Regions from separate parts of the Danio rerio genome. Here regions 2 and 3 are each linked to region 1. Evidence: chromatin contacts called from public HiChIP or PLAC-seq data. All regions are on one chromosome and are shown on one strand. Each heading gives the region's core, a stretch centred on a gene start, on an enhancer-like site or on the middle of the called end of the contact. The rest is flanking DNA. Distances are from core to core; before and after follow the strand shown. Region 1 holds the start of dleu7 (deleted in lymphocytic leukemia 7). Region 2 holds the start of cdadc1 (cytidine and dCMP deaminase domain containing 1). Region 3 holds the start of ebpl (EBP like).

Region 1 (4,583 bases), core at 752-3,251:
TTCTTTCAGATAAATTAAAGCATTCAGTGTATGATTGGAACTGGAGTTGTTTCATTTCATTGCATGAATAACCCAGTAGCCTATTCATCTTTATGAAATAAATGTAGCCATAGCTGCATTCGCACTGAAAACACTGAATACAATTCATCTCGCTTATAATAACAGGAATATGAGGCTGCACAAGATATTTACAAATAATTCAAATGTTTTCACATGGTTGACCATTTTTATGTTTTATTATCTGTTTAGGCTTATAAATGAATGACTAAAATAAGATAAAAAATATTTCTGGGTAGAATAATAATTTTTGGTGTTAAATTCGATGACTCTTCAAATCTAAAAGTAGTAATTGTGTGTTCACTTTTGACACGAGTTAATGCAATGGCATTGCTGTCTTGGAACTTTCATTTCAGCTAAAATATATCAGATTTGATCAGATTTTATGTTGCAACGTGAGCACTGGGTTTAAAATATCAGTGTGATCTCATTGTGAAATTGGTTTCACCCTGTCACGCTAAGCTGTTTTTCTTCTTCTTTTGGTTGTTTTATATGTTACAAAAAATAACAGCCAACTGATCAAGGCTGGATTTAATGCTGTTGTTTGGCTGTTAATGAGTTTGGTCTCATGATGTAGAAGGACCTAAAACCTCTATACCAACCTGCAAAAGGTATAAGGTATAAGCTGGTTACATTTTTTTACCACCAATTTAACTTAAATTTTAAATTAAGTATTTAAATTGTAATCCATTTGTAATACGATATATAATGTAATCCATAATCCAGATAGAGTAGTTAAAAAGGACACATGTTAAGATACATGAGTATTAAATGTGAATGACGTGCTTTGAGGACATTTAATATATCATCACAAATCAAACGGTTTAAAATTATACTGTTTTTATTTTATTTAAATCATACACCTGTAAAAAAAATCCTGGTTGCCTTAAATTTTTAAGCTGAATAAAATTTACCTTATGAGTTCACTGAACTTATATTATGGTAAACGGACTTGCGTAACTTATAAAATTAAGTTAAAACATGATAAACTTATTTAAATAAGTTACAATAACCTAAAAACATTTTTTTGCAGTGAGCTAATTTATTATAGTTTATATTATACAATTGTCATAATTTTTAGCTATTTTTATAATTGAACATTTTGTAAAATTTTCTGTGAGGAATTGGAGTTAGAGTATGGATTAAGGTAAAATTATGTAATATAATGTGTATTTGGTATTTTAATTTGTTCGATTTATTTTTTCTTTTTTTTCTTTTCAGGAAACAAATTCTGGTGCATTACATTTAGATTACTTATAGTTAGATTACTTATTTGTTTTTTTTTTTAAATGTGTCGATAGATCTTTCTAAAATAGAACTAGGATTGGCTATAGATGTTAAAGTATAAAAAAAATATGTGTTACAAGTAATTAAACTGTTCGATTTTTCTTTTGAGAAAATGTTTTCTGAATAATGGTGGATTACTTTTAGATTACTTAATCTATTTACTAAGTACAAGTAACGTTTTGAATCGGTATACAGGTGCTGATGTTTTTTTCACGAACCAGTTGTCTATGAGGATTGGGTTAAGGTAAGTAAAATAATATAGACTTTCATTCATTCATTTTCCTTCAGCTTAGTGCCTTTATTTATCAGAGGTCGCAACACAGCGGAATGAACCGCCAGCTTATCCATCATATGTTTTACACAGCGGATGCCCTTTCTGCTGTAACCCAATACTGGGAAGTAATATACACTTTGTACCTAAATAACCACATCTATGAGGTAAATGAAACTTTATAACGCACATATACTGCAGTTATAACTCCCCCCACCCCCAGTTAACCGATCTCTGTATGCATTGGATGAAGAAGGCAGGACTATCAAGTCACATTTGCATGTGCAAGCAAGTGTTCATCTAGTCCGAACACAAACAATGGGGAAGTCGTTACACAAACCGTCTGTCCAAGCAGAAAACACTTAAAGACGGTCATTTGTCACGTTGTTGTTTACACCAACTGTGCCTCGCATCTGCCTATCATCTGAGAACTGCGCCTGTGCTCAAGACTGCAGGTCAGTCCGTCCTCGACCAGGTAACAGACATGGGGCTCTGCTCTCTAACACATCAGATCGATGCTTTAAACATCCTAAATGAACTGCGAGATCACGGGACGGGCAGTAATAGAGAGGGAGAGGGCCGGTGTCCGGGTGCTTTGGCGGCCGGTAAAGTGGCCGCTCGCCCGGGCGATGTGATGAAGGAGCCCCGCAGGCTGAAGACGATCGCGGAGAGAGCACGGGAAAACTGCCTTTCGCGACTGCTCGAGATACTGACACAGCTCATATCCATCGAAGAAGACTTCATTAAAGACGGCTCTTACGGGAAGAGTTTGCTCAAGCGTAAGGTGAGACGATTTGGTGTTTATCGACTCTTTCTGCTGCAGTATTTAGTGTAATGTGTGCTATGACGACTCGCTTGTTAAACGATACCTCTTGTTACATATGCTGGATTGACAAGGACTTTATTTTATTGTGATTGAAAGCAATACAACGATACAAATAAGGTCGTGGAAGATAAAGAAGACCTCTTTTGTCTATATTGGAGCTTTGCAGGTGCATCCAGGGATGCTTTTTAAACAGTAGGAGTTTCCACGTGCGTGTTGGCCCTTTCTTTCAATGACCAGATTAATTCGACAATTAAAATCGATAAATGAGTGTATATGATACATTAATATGTATAATATATCTGTATTATTATTTAAAAAATACATCTGTAGCCTACTGGAGTAATCTGTTCGATTTATTTCCATGAAATGTATTCTGAGTACTTCTGGATTACTTTTAAATTACTTGTAACTAGATGCTACTATCAGATTACAAGTAATGTATCTTTCAAATACGTACATGTGCTTGATCATTAAAAAAGAGATTATTTTGTATGTTTGTATGTCAATGAATTAAATTGAATTAAACTGGTGTCAATGTTATTCACATAATAACCGCGTGAGGAACATTGTAGACCCCAACACAATCTGTTTTTGTCGAAGAAATGCAGAGTACTTTTGGATGTCTTTTGGTTTACTTGATGTTTTTAAGTTTATAATAACATTTCAGTCAAGTGTCGACAAATATCGCTTTGTGATTATATTTATAGGCTGTTTTTAAATTATACCTATTTCCCCCTTTCTCTCTTTCAGGACAGTGTTGATCTGAAGAACATATGCTTGAGAATGGCTGTTGCGGAAGGTGGTTCTCGCTCGGACAGAGACTTGAGGGAACTTCGAGACTGTCTTCGACTTATCGTCATTAGCCTGCTTGCACATGTGAGAGATGAAAACAACCTGTCATCTACCGTGTCCACTCACAGACTAAGAGAGCTTTCAAACTCCTTCCCTGAAATCTGAAAATCTGCAGATTTCACTGTGTGATTTCTAAGGAACTACCTCAGAAAAATAAGGAGACATTTACTTTTCTTAAGAAACAAACAAGCCATGAACTATCTGTGAATCATCAGTGAATGTAACATTAGCATGATGTTTCAGATTACAAATGAAGGCGTGGAACCTCACAAAAAAAGTGTTTTGCAGAGCAATCATGTATATGCTCAGCTTTAAGCTGTATTGTTTATCGTATGCATTAGTCAGTACTCATGCATGCATAAGAATGGCAGAACAACATTCTCTTCGCACATACCAGTATCATGAGTTTGTGTTCGGCTGACTGTACAGGTAAAACAGGTCTGATGCTGCTGAATCCACTTTTAACTCCACGGGTGGGATGATGGCTGTCACACCTCAGGATGGGTCTGGTGTGGCTGCCGTTGTCACCTGATAAACAAAAGGAGTGTGTTTGGTGGAGCAGGGGTGTGTTGGGTAAAAGTGCAATTTGTGTGTTCTAATGTTGAATTGATTATGGCATCACTGTGTAATTATGTTAAAAATAAAAACCATTTTCAGTGTTACAACCACCCAAGCAGTTCTGAAGATCTGATTATGAATTCCAGGTTTGAGGATTGCAAAATCAATACTATTTTTGCTGTTTGTTCAAATTTGAACTGTCTGTAAAAGCTGTGTAGAATCAACTTTTGTCACTAGATGGTGCACAAAACCAGCGTTTATGTAATATAAATGGTCTTGTGCTCCACTACAAACTTTTTTTGGTGTGATGTAAATGAATGAGGAAATTCCCAAAAAGTGTTGGATAATTCATTTTAATTAACACGAATGTATGGATGCAAATGCATTAAAGAAATTGAGCAATTAAAAACAATTTAAATGTTTCTAGATAAGGTATTTGGACTCTACTAATGATGATAGACTAAGAACTCGGATTATAAGATGTATAGATTGTAATGTTATGTATTGCACATTAAAATGACATTAATTTTTTAAAAACTTCCAATGATGCATCAAAATAGATTGAAAGTATTTAAATTGATAAAATATTATTATTACAAGCAGGGGTGGGGGCAGTATTTATGATACATTTATTTCAAATACATATTTTAAATACAAAATAGTATCTAATTTGTATAAGATGGGGTTTAAGAAAATGGGTTCATATCTTGTATCAAAATATGTTAGTGTCTT
Region 2 (4,583 bases), core at 984-3,483, 200 kb after region 1:
TATCGCTATTTCTTGACTATTAAAGGGCAGAGTCCTTCATACATCTTGTTTTGATGTCCTTCAGAGGGGATCAAGCGTTAATTATGCGGGTCAGATCCCCCCAAACCCAACTGTAACTCGCACTGGTCGTTAGCATGTGTTTAAAGAGAAAACAAGTATTTTTAATAGTATAGAGTCATTGCTCTGGGTTGTCTTGAGACCAATTAGTGAGTATAGCGGTATAGTGATATTTATTTATTTTTATTTACCATAAGCACTGATTTCATGTTTCGGAATGGATGAGAGACTGTTTTAAGAGTCCTGACTATAGTCATCATCAGTGTTGGGGTAAGGCTTTACAAGTCACGCACATTGCTTGAAATACTTGAACAATATTTCAGTTACTTTTTAAAAAGTGTCATTCAAGTAACTTTTTATTTTAATTAGCTTTTTAAAACTAAATTTACGAATTAAAATTAGCATAGTCACGTTGAATCACAGTCAATACGAACAGACAGAAACCAAGAATGGTAGAGCCATCAGGGCATCTCTGCCGTCCATTTTCAAACAAAAAACTGAAAATTAAAAAAATAGCTGTTTTTTGGTTCTTCTTTTGTTCATAAAAACTGAAAAAAGAATATTTTGGCTCGATTTTTGGGGTTTAGGGCAGGAAAATGGGTAAATGACTTTAAAATTCATTATACATATGTAGGCAGTGATGAAACGCCTATATATATATATATATAGATATAGATATATATAGATATAGATATATAGATATATAGATATAGATGTATATAGATATGGAATGGATGGAAGAATCAGAGCTTTACATTTTTGCTATGGAAGTATTCTCTTCATTTTAAACGCATCAAAGAAAAGGAAAAGAGGACTGTCTCGATGAACAGTGATTTTACTTCACTATAATAAGACAAAAACTACAAAGGTAGCAAACACCTTCGCTTTAACATTGCATTAATCATACAGCATGTACAGTCCTCAGCCCAGGAAGTTCTCCGAGATCTGTTTTTATTTTTATTTAATTTTTTATAGGTAAATGACGGTTGTACAGTGTTGTTAATTGCAGAGTTTTCTCTATTAAAAACAAAGAAAAAATAAAAACCCTGCAAGTTCTAAAAGAGATCAAGCCTCATCCAGGTAAGAAAAAGTAATGCAAAACTAACTCAAAAGTAACATAATGCAATATTTTCAATAAAAAACTAACTAAGCAACTCAACAAGTTACTTTTTTTGGGTGTAACTGAATATTGTAATGCATTACTTTCAAAAGTTACTTTGGACTGTAGCACTGGACATCATACACTCCCTTCACGTCTCATTTTTAAAGTTCTGTGACACATTGAAAAAAACACTGTTAAAAGCCATTATTTCCCAAAAGAGTTCTTACATAGCCAGTTTGTTTCTAACAATTATTTTGTTAATCATTAAAGCTCATAATTACTAATTACAGTTCTTAAAAGTAAGTAATACAAAGGTTTTGGTCTCGTTAAATGAGGAAACATTTTGGAATTTCTAAATCATTGATTATGGTGTGTGTATATGAAAAATGATTAATATTCATTGCATAATTTGATTAAGTGGACAAAATGTCATAGAGTCACCTATCTAATGAACGTGTTTAGCTGTTTTAATCATACTTGTTAGCATGTGTTTAAAGTGAAAACAAATATTTTTAATAGTATGGAGTCATTGCTCTCGGTTGTCCTGTGACCAATTAGTGAATATGGCGGGGAAAATACCGCCGTTTTGCTCAGTTCAAGATTTACTCTCTCTCAAGTGGTTCCTGTATTTTATGAGTTGTTTTTTAATTATTATTTAAACGCAAAATAAGATATTTTGAAAAAAGCCAATTAACTTTGGCTTTCAGTATGAATACAAATCTTATGGAAGTCAGTAGTTCCAGCTTTCTTCACAACATCTTTTATGTTTAACAGAGCTGAAAAAAGGTTTAAAACAAAGGGTAAATAAATGGTATCATGTCTTTGGGTTGAATTATAAATAGTTTTTTCTTGCAGAAAATTAAAGCTGCAGTTAAGCTCACTATACATGTCTTTGAAGTGATAAACTCGTGGTGTGGTGTTTGAGTCTTTCTAAATATTCTGGAAGGCAATCACATTTCTGAGGAATCGGAACCAGATCAGAACAGGAGATCCTTTCGGAAAGACCCCGCCCACTCGTGACGTCAGCGCAAATAGGAAGAGGACAGCATGAAGGTGGACTGGCTGTTGTTGTTGTGTCTGTTTAGTCAATGACAGGTCAATGTTGATCGTGTTTGAATGGCGGAATCAAACAGCTGGAGGTCTCACCGGGAGTCCGACGGGAACAGATCGATTCCGAACGGCGACGACGCCCGCAATGTCCGGGAAACCGGAGTACAGACCGATGCCAAAGTACAAGGTTAGATTAACGTTAGCCTGTCAGTATGTGTGTGTTCTTATAGTGTCCGGACCCCAGAGGATATAACTCCAATAACAAGTTGTGTTTTCAACCAGGAAATTTAATTTGAACTTAATTTCAAGACTAATTCGATACTGTAAATGCTCTTATAACACGAAGTGTGGGTCTGATTCCGTTCAAGCAGTTTTCTTATAAAGACCGTCGTATAATTATTATTATTATTTTTTTGCTTTTTACACAATAAAAAAACTTGCAAGGTTAATAAAAATAGGCACTGATTTTATGTATATTGTATTTATGTGTGTACACTCACTGGCCACTTTATTAGGTACACCTTACTAGTAACAGGTTGGACCCCCTTTTGCCCTTAGAACTGCCCCAATCCTTCGTTGGGTAGATTCAACAAGGTACTGAAAATATTCCTGAGATTTTGGTGCATATAGACATGATAGCATCACAGTTGCTGCAGATTTGTCAGCTGCACATCCATGATGTGAATCTCCCAGTTCACCACATCCCAAACGTGCTCAATTGGATTCAGATCTGGTGACTGCGGTGGCCATTTGAGTACAGTGAACTCGTTTTCATGAAATAAGAAACCAGAGAAATGATCCTGAGACCAGTCTTGAGATGTTTCATGCTTTATGACGTGGCGCCTTATCCTGCTGGAAGTAGCCATCAGAAGATAGATTGTAGCCTTAGTTTTCTGTTCTTAGCTGACAGGAGTGGCATCTGGTGCTGTAGCCCATCCGCCCCAAGGTTGGATGTTGTGCATTCAGAGATGCTCTTCTGCATACCTCGGTTGTAACGAATGGTTATTTGAGTTACTGTTGCCTTTCTATCAGCTGGAACCAGTCTGGCCATTCTTCTCTGACCTCTGGCATCAACAAGGCATTTGCACCCTCAGAACTGCCGCTCACTGGATATTTTCTCTTCTTCTGACCATTCTCTGTAAACCCTAGAGATGATTGTGCATAAAAATACTAGTAGATTAGCAGTTTCTGAAATACTCAGACCAGCCTGTCTGGCACCAACAACCATGCCACGTTCAAAGTCACTTTAATCTCCTTTCTTCCCCATTCTGATGCTCTGTTTGAACTGCAGCAGTTCGTCTTGACCTTGTCTACATACCTAAATGCATTGAGTTGCTGCCATGTGATCGGCTGATTTGAAGTTTGCATTGACGAGCAGTTGGACAGGTGTACCTAATAAAGTACTTTACAATAAGGTTTTTTTTTAGGTAGGCTAATGTTATTTAATGTACGCAAATTAACAAATGAGCAACACTTGTGCTGCATTTTAATCATAGTTTTTAGTCATAGTTATTAATGCATTATTAAAAAGCAAAGTGTGCTTGTTGCCATTAATACATGGTGAGAACTATTAATGAATGAATTTATTGTTACTGTATTGTTCATGTTAGGAAATACATTAACTAACATGAACTAATGAAACCTTATTCTTAATTCAGATTTTCAGTCATTGCTTAAATATAATGTCATAATGATGACAGGGATAATAATAAAGCATTTATAATCGATATGATTTTAATTTTGGTGTACTAGTGTTGTAACAATGTGCTCATTGTGTCAAATAAAGGAAATTAAACATGAAACCATTCTGCCTATAGACACTTAAACATAGTACAGATAAAATATTAGTTGTTTGAAATAATATTGGCTGATATCATATTATTTATGCCATTTGATTTATGCAAATTTGGCGTTCTTGCTAAAGGGTCTATTATTATTATTATTATTATTATTAATATTATTATTGGACTGAATAAAAAATGTTTTCTGATTATTTGTATATCTTCTGATTTTCACTGACTCTTTATTATATTCCACATCTCTCTCACACAACGCTGCAAATGTGACTTCTGTAGTTTAGCAGCTGTTTTTTTTTTTATTTAGATTATCAGAATCTGATAACATGATTCCTGTGCTTTATTGCAGGTCAGGGGCCTCGACTATCCAAAGCCAACCTCTTCACACTGTTGAGTCTATGGATGGAGCTTTTCCCAAAGAGAGAAGCCTGTCAACAAGAAAACGATGCTGTAGGCATATTTACATTCCCGCTAAACCATGGGTCTCAAACTGGATTTCTGGAGGGCCACAGTTTAGCTCCAACCCTAATCAAACACAACCAATCCAACTAATCAAGGTGTTTAAGACTACTAGAGAC
Region 3 (4,583 bases), core at 1,241-3,740, 170 kb after region 1:
CGCTTATTCGTATAAAGAAAACGTATGCGCATAACTGATAAGGATAAACTTTTTGTTCCTGTATGCACATTAAAAAAGGTCATGTGATTTTGTTATAAGAGATCATGTGATGAAAATGTGTGTGAATGGATAAACCAGCAGCAGGTTGAGCACATTGTAAAACACCTGAAATGTTGTTTTGGTCATTCTAAAACGCCTTAACCGCTTCAGTATTAGTGTTATTATATTATTAATGATCTCCAGAATTAAGAGGGTCTGAGCTCCACGTCTCACACCTTCAAACGCCACCATTTGTTCGTTGCATGTCTGCATTGTCTTCTGAAGTCGTTTTTTAAATAAAGAAAAGATTCACGCAGATTCTTCTACCACAGTAAATTAAGTTTTTACCTTTGATATTTAGCGCCAGTTATTCAGGAAGTGATGATTTTGTTCACTTTGGCTCGTTGGTTGGAAACGCTGCTTTATTGGCACGTCTTTTATGCGATATTCCAGTTTTGTGCATAAATTTAATTTGCATCTTCACATGGAAGCACAGCTATTGTTATTCTCCAGATGCTCCATTGAAATTAATCCACTAAAAACAAGTTTGTTAATCTTCAATCAAAGTCTGAACATTTGCTTCGGTGTTTGGAGTGGCGGTTGTTTTCAGATGTCAGTTTGACAGCTTTGGCCACAATATTCCTGACCACGCCCCCTTTTAGAATTTTGCTACAAGGGAATGATGTGCATAAAGAAAGCCCCGCCTCCTAGTCAATATTCGGTTTTGGTTGGAAGTACATCAACATACTGATATAAAAGCCTTTGTAACTTCCGGTTCACACAAACTTTAAACATTGGAATCAACTGTTTAACAAAATTTGTAAAGAAGGGTTGCTGGTTCGAGTCCTGGATGGGCCAATTGGCATTTCTGTGTGGAGTTTGCATGTTTTCCCCGTGTTAGCGTGGTTGCTCAGATTTCCCCCCAGTCTAGACATGCACTATAAGTGAATTGGGAATGCAAAATTGGCCGTAGTGTATGGGAGTGTGTGTGTGTGAATTTTTTTCCAGTACTGGGTTGTGGCTGGAAGGTGATCTGCTGCGTAAAACACATGCTGGAATAGTTTGTGGTTCATCACACTGTGGCGACCCCCTAATAAATAAGGGATTAAGCTGAAAGAAAATGAAAAAGGTAATTGCCATTTTAAATTCACTTAATGAGTTATAAACTCATAATTATGTATTTATGCTATTGTATGCTAATTTACATATTTATGCTAGCTAATTTAGAGCTGAGATCAAATTCAGAATTGCAGAAATTAAAGTCTGAACTTGCAGTTCTGAGGGGAAAAGACTGAATTGCAAGAATTCTGAGAAAACCAAAATTCAGATTTTTCAGTTTAGTTTTCCCACAGTTCTGACCCAGAAATTTAAGTTTGTACATCTCATGATTATATAAAAACATAGTCTTTCATTCAATTTTCCCACCTCAAATGTAAGAAAATCATCTAAAGTACAAGGCGGTCACAATTTTGAGTTCCTAAAGATCTACCTTCCTGCAGAGTTTAGCTCCAACCCTGATCAAACACCACCAAAACTAATAAGTAGAACATAGGTCTCAAACTCGATTCCTGGAGGGCCACAGCTCTGCACAGTTTTGCTCCAACCCTAATCAAACAGAGCTAATCCAACTAATCAAGGACTGTTTCTCAATTCCTAAAAACACAGAGAACTGTTGTTGTGAAGACCGGTCTTGCCAGGTCACCTCGGAAGAACGAACTCAGGAGACCACGAGAACTGAGAATCCTCAGAGAATTGAGATGCTGTTCTTCTTCCTGATGGTCACATGACCTTCACGCGTTTTTAATAGGAAATTATTTAAATATTACAGCATTCATACAACGGTTTACTGTTTTTCCCCTTTTCAAAATATACACTATGCTTAAAAACATTATAAATATATATTCTAAAACATAAATAAAACAGATTTTAATACAAATTTTAGCTATACATGTAGCTCTGCGCAGTTTTGCTTCATCCCTAATCAACTGATACAACTAATCAAGGCTAATAAGTCTAGTAGCTATTAAGCAGGTGTGAGTTGGAGCTAAACCGTGCAGAGCTGCGGCTCTCCAGGAATTGAGTTTGAGATCACTGATGAAAGAGGAAAAAGTTCAACCTTCTCAGATTTCTGTCTCAAGAAAAATACAATTTGAGATGAAAAGTATTAATTTGTGAGACATTTTGCTGGAACTTGCTTTAAATGAAATATGCGTGTTTAGCAGGTAAATTTTAATGCCTACTTGTATTTTTTGTGATTAAATGTCGAATGAAAAATGTAAAGAGAACTTGTTTGAATATGACATGGCCTATTGGCGCCAAAACGCACTCTGCTCTCTGACGTGGATGGAATGAAGTGGAGAGAGTCCATCGCGAACCAATGGCAGCACAATGGGCGGGGCCTGTGGACGTCATTATTCAACCCTTCAGATTCAGCTAGAGAGGGAACTGTTATTAAAAAAGTGCTTTCACTAGACAGAATGGCAGAATTCGACCAACAGCATGATGAACCTGCACTCTTCACTAAAGTAACTGTTTATTCTCTGCTCGCCTGTGTGGCTCAGTTTGCTGTCGGCTTTGCCTTCGCTCAAAAATGGGGCCATAAATGTTCAGCGGTTGACCGGTGGGTCCTCGTGTGGTTATTTTACGACGCAATAGTTCATTTTACTCTGGTAGGTACACAAGTGCATGCTAGAAATGTTGTTTATCTGACTGTCACTTACCTGTTCACCTTGACTGTGCAGGAAGGACCATTCGTCTACATGTCGCTTGTTGGAAATGTGGCGTCCTCAGACAACCTGCTGGCAGAGTTATGTGAGTATTCTGATACAACACTACAATATTAATTACATCTACAGTTTTATTGATTTATTTGGTCATGGAGAAAATCTTGATGTGAAATTAGTAGAGGGCGACATCTAGTGGTGTTTGTTGGTATAATGAAGTGTTCAAAGTCCGTTCATTCACTGATCAGTTTCTGTTATTTGTAATAAAAATGTAATTGCTAGTTTTTTTTTAACGTTGTTAAGCATTTATCTTTGAGTGTCACTCTAAACAAGTGGCACATTGGTCCGTAGAGGACAAAAATGTGTGAAATAAATAAGGGAAACCCGCCATAATTAGTATGTTTGTCTAAGTTTACTGACAGACTACCAAACCAGGATCAGCCCTGGTGGTGATAATCACTAATAATTCATTCATTTTGGAAATTTTAACCCAGGGGTGAATAACCTTTTTTCAGCATAGAGCCATTTCTAATATTTTTGGCAAATGCATTTTTAAAAAGAGCCACAGGGGTGTACAGTTGAAGTAAGAATTATTAGCCCCCTTCAATTTTTAGCGCCCCTGTTTATTTTTTCCCCAATTTCTGTTTAATGGAGGGAAGATTGTTTCAGCACATTTCTGAACATAATAGTTTTAATAACTCATTTCTAATAACTGATTTATTTTATCTTTGTTATAATGACAGTAAATAATATTAGACTAGATATTTTTAAGACACTTCTATACAGCTTAAAGTGACATTTAAAGGCTTAACTTGGTAAATTATGTTAACTAGGCAGGTTAGGTTAATTAGGCAAGTTATTGTATAACGATGGTTTGTTCTGTAGAATAATGAAAAAAATTCGCTCAAAGGGGCTAATAATTTTGTCCTTAAAATGGTGTTTAATAAATTAAAAGCTGCTTTTATTGTTGTCGAAATAAAACAAATAAGACTTTCTCCAGAGGAAAATATTATCAGACATACTGTCAAAATTCCCTTGCTCTGTTAAACATCATTTGGGAAATATTAAAAAAGAAAAAAAATTCAAAGGGGGGCTAATAATTCTGACTTTAACTGTATATACGCATATATGCACCCCAATAAAATACGACTACTATAAATAAAACGGGTTTAAACAAAACCTTTATTTATGTTCGTGCACAACTCAAAAAATAAACAAATATGAACCATCACATGTTGAGCAAGCCCATGAATAAAGAAAGAACATTTATTTAAATTCTGGAAAATATATTTTTTTTTCTGAAAAGCAACACAATTTAAAATAAACATTTTACTGTTATAAAAATTACATAGTTTCCTGAGAGTATTCAAAATAAAGTATACGGCAGTAATTTTGGCTACTGTTAAAGAAAATATATTATTGTTATTATATTGATTTTCACTAGTTTTGAAGAACAAAAATAATATTTTACTATTATTGGGTAAAACACGGGCAAAACAACATATATGGTAACCACGCACACATGTTTACCCTTTATTGGTGTCACGATTAAAGTTTATCCATAGTACCGCGCACGTGCATTAATCGAAACGTAAAAATTGTAATTACATTTTCAATAGGAAACTGATTTCTAGTGATGGTTATAATTTTTTTAACTGTAAAACATTATTGAACTGAAACAGCTGGAGAGCCATGTATTTTTGGTCGAAGAGCCGCATGTGGCTCAAACCAGTGTTCAAACTCTTTAAATTACAGTTAATTCACATATTGCGATGGCAGTTTTTATTTTTAATGAAATAAAGTCTATATTTGCATTGCAAC

The links. HiChIP or PLAC-seq counts read pairs in DNA pulled down with a chosen protein or histone mark.
Region 2: a contact with region 1 is called in an H3K4me3 HiChIP or PLAC-seq map of gastrula embryo, with 4 times the contacts expected there. The contact joins the promoter of cdadc1 here to the promoter of dleu7 in region 1. A contact is called at or near these places in 3 of 18 Hi-C or Micro-C datasets (caudal fin, embryo and an unstated tissue) and 3 of 4 datasets of contacts at active chromatin or transcription factors (caudal fin, embryo and gastrula embryo).
Region 3: a contact with region 1 is called in an H3K4me3 HiChIP or PLAC-seq map of gastrula embryo, with 3 times the contacts expected there. The contact joins the promoter of ebpl here to the promoter of dleu7 in region 1. A contact is called at or near these places in 3 of 18 Hi-C or Micro-C datasets (caudal fin, hematopoietic stem cells and an unstated tissue) and 3 of 4 datasets of contacts at active chromatin or transcription factors (caudal fin, embryo and gastrula embryo).

The regions. Positions count from the first base shown.
Region 1 is chr1:50,137,322-50,141,904 of GRCz12tu, reverse strand. dleu7 (deleted in lymphocytic leukemia 7) reads left to right here and starts at 2,001. Exons shown (of 2, transcript NM_001278811.1): 1 at 2,001-2,399; 2 at 3,192-3,688. The coding sequence starts at 2,100. The coding sequence ends at 3,398. It overlaps LOC141386338 (a long non-coding RNA gene), which reads right to left. Exons shown (of 3, transcript XR_012408156.1): 2 at 3,688-3,821; 3 at 3,167-3,305. It also overlaps a transcript of agpat3 not described here.
Region 2 is chr1:49,937,698-49,942,280 of GRCz12tu, reverse strand. It overlaps cdadc1 (cytidine and dCMP deaminase domain containing 1), which reads left to right and starts at 2,233. Exons shown (of 7, transcript NM_001007448.1): 1 at 2,233-2,396; 2 at 4,355-4,455. The coding sequence starts at 2,276.
Region 3 is chr1:49,969,045-49,973,627 of GRCz12tu, reverse strand. It overlaps ebpl (EBP like), which reads left to right and starts at 2,490. Exons shown (of 4, transcript NM_001005397.1): 1 at 2,490-2,708; 2 at 2,781-2,850. The coding sequence starts at 2,517.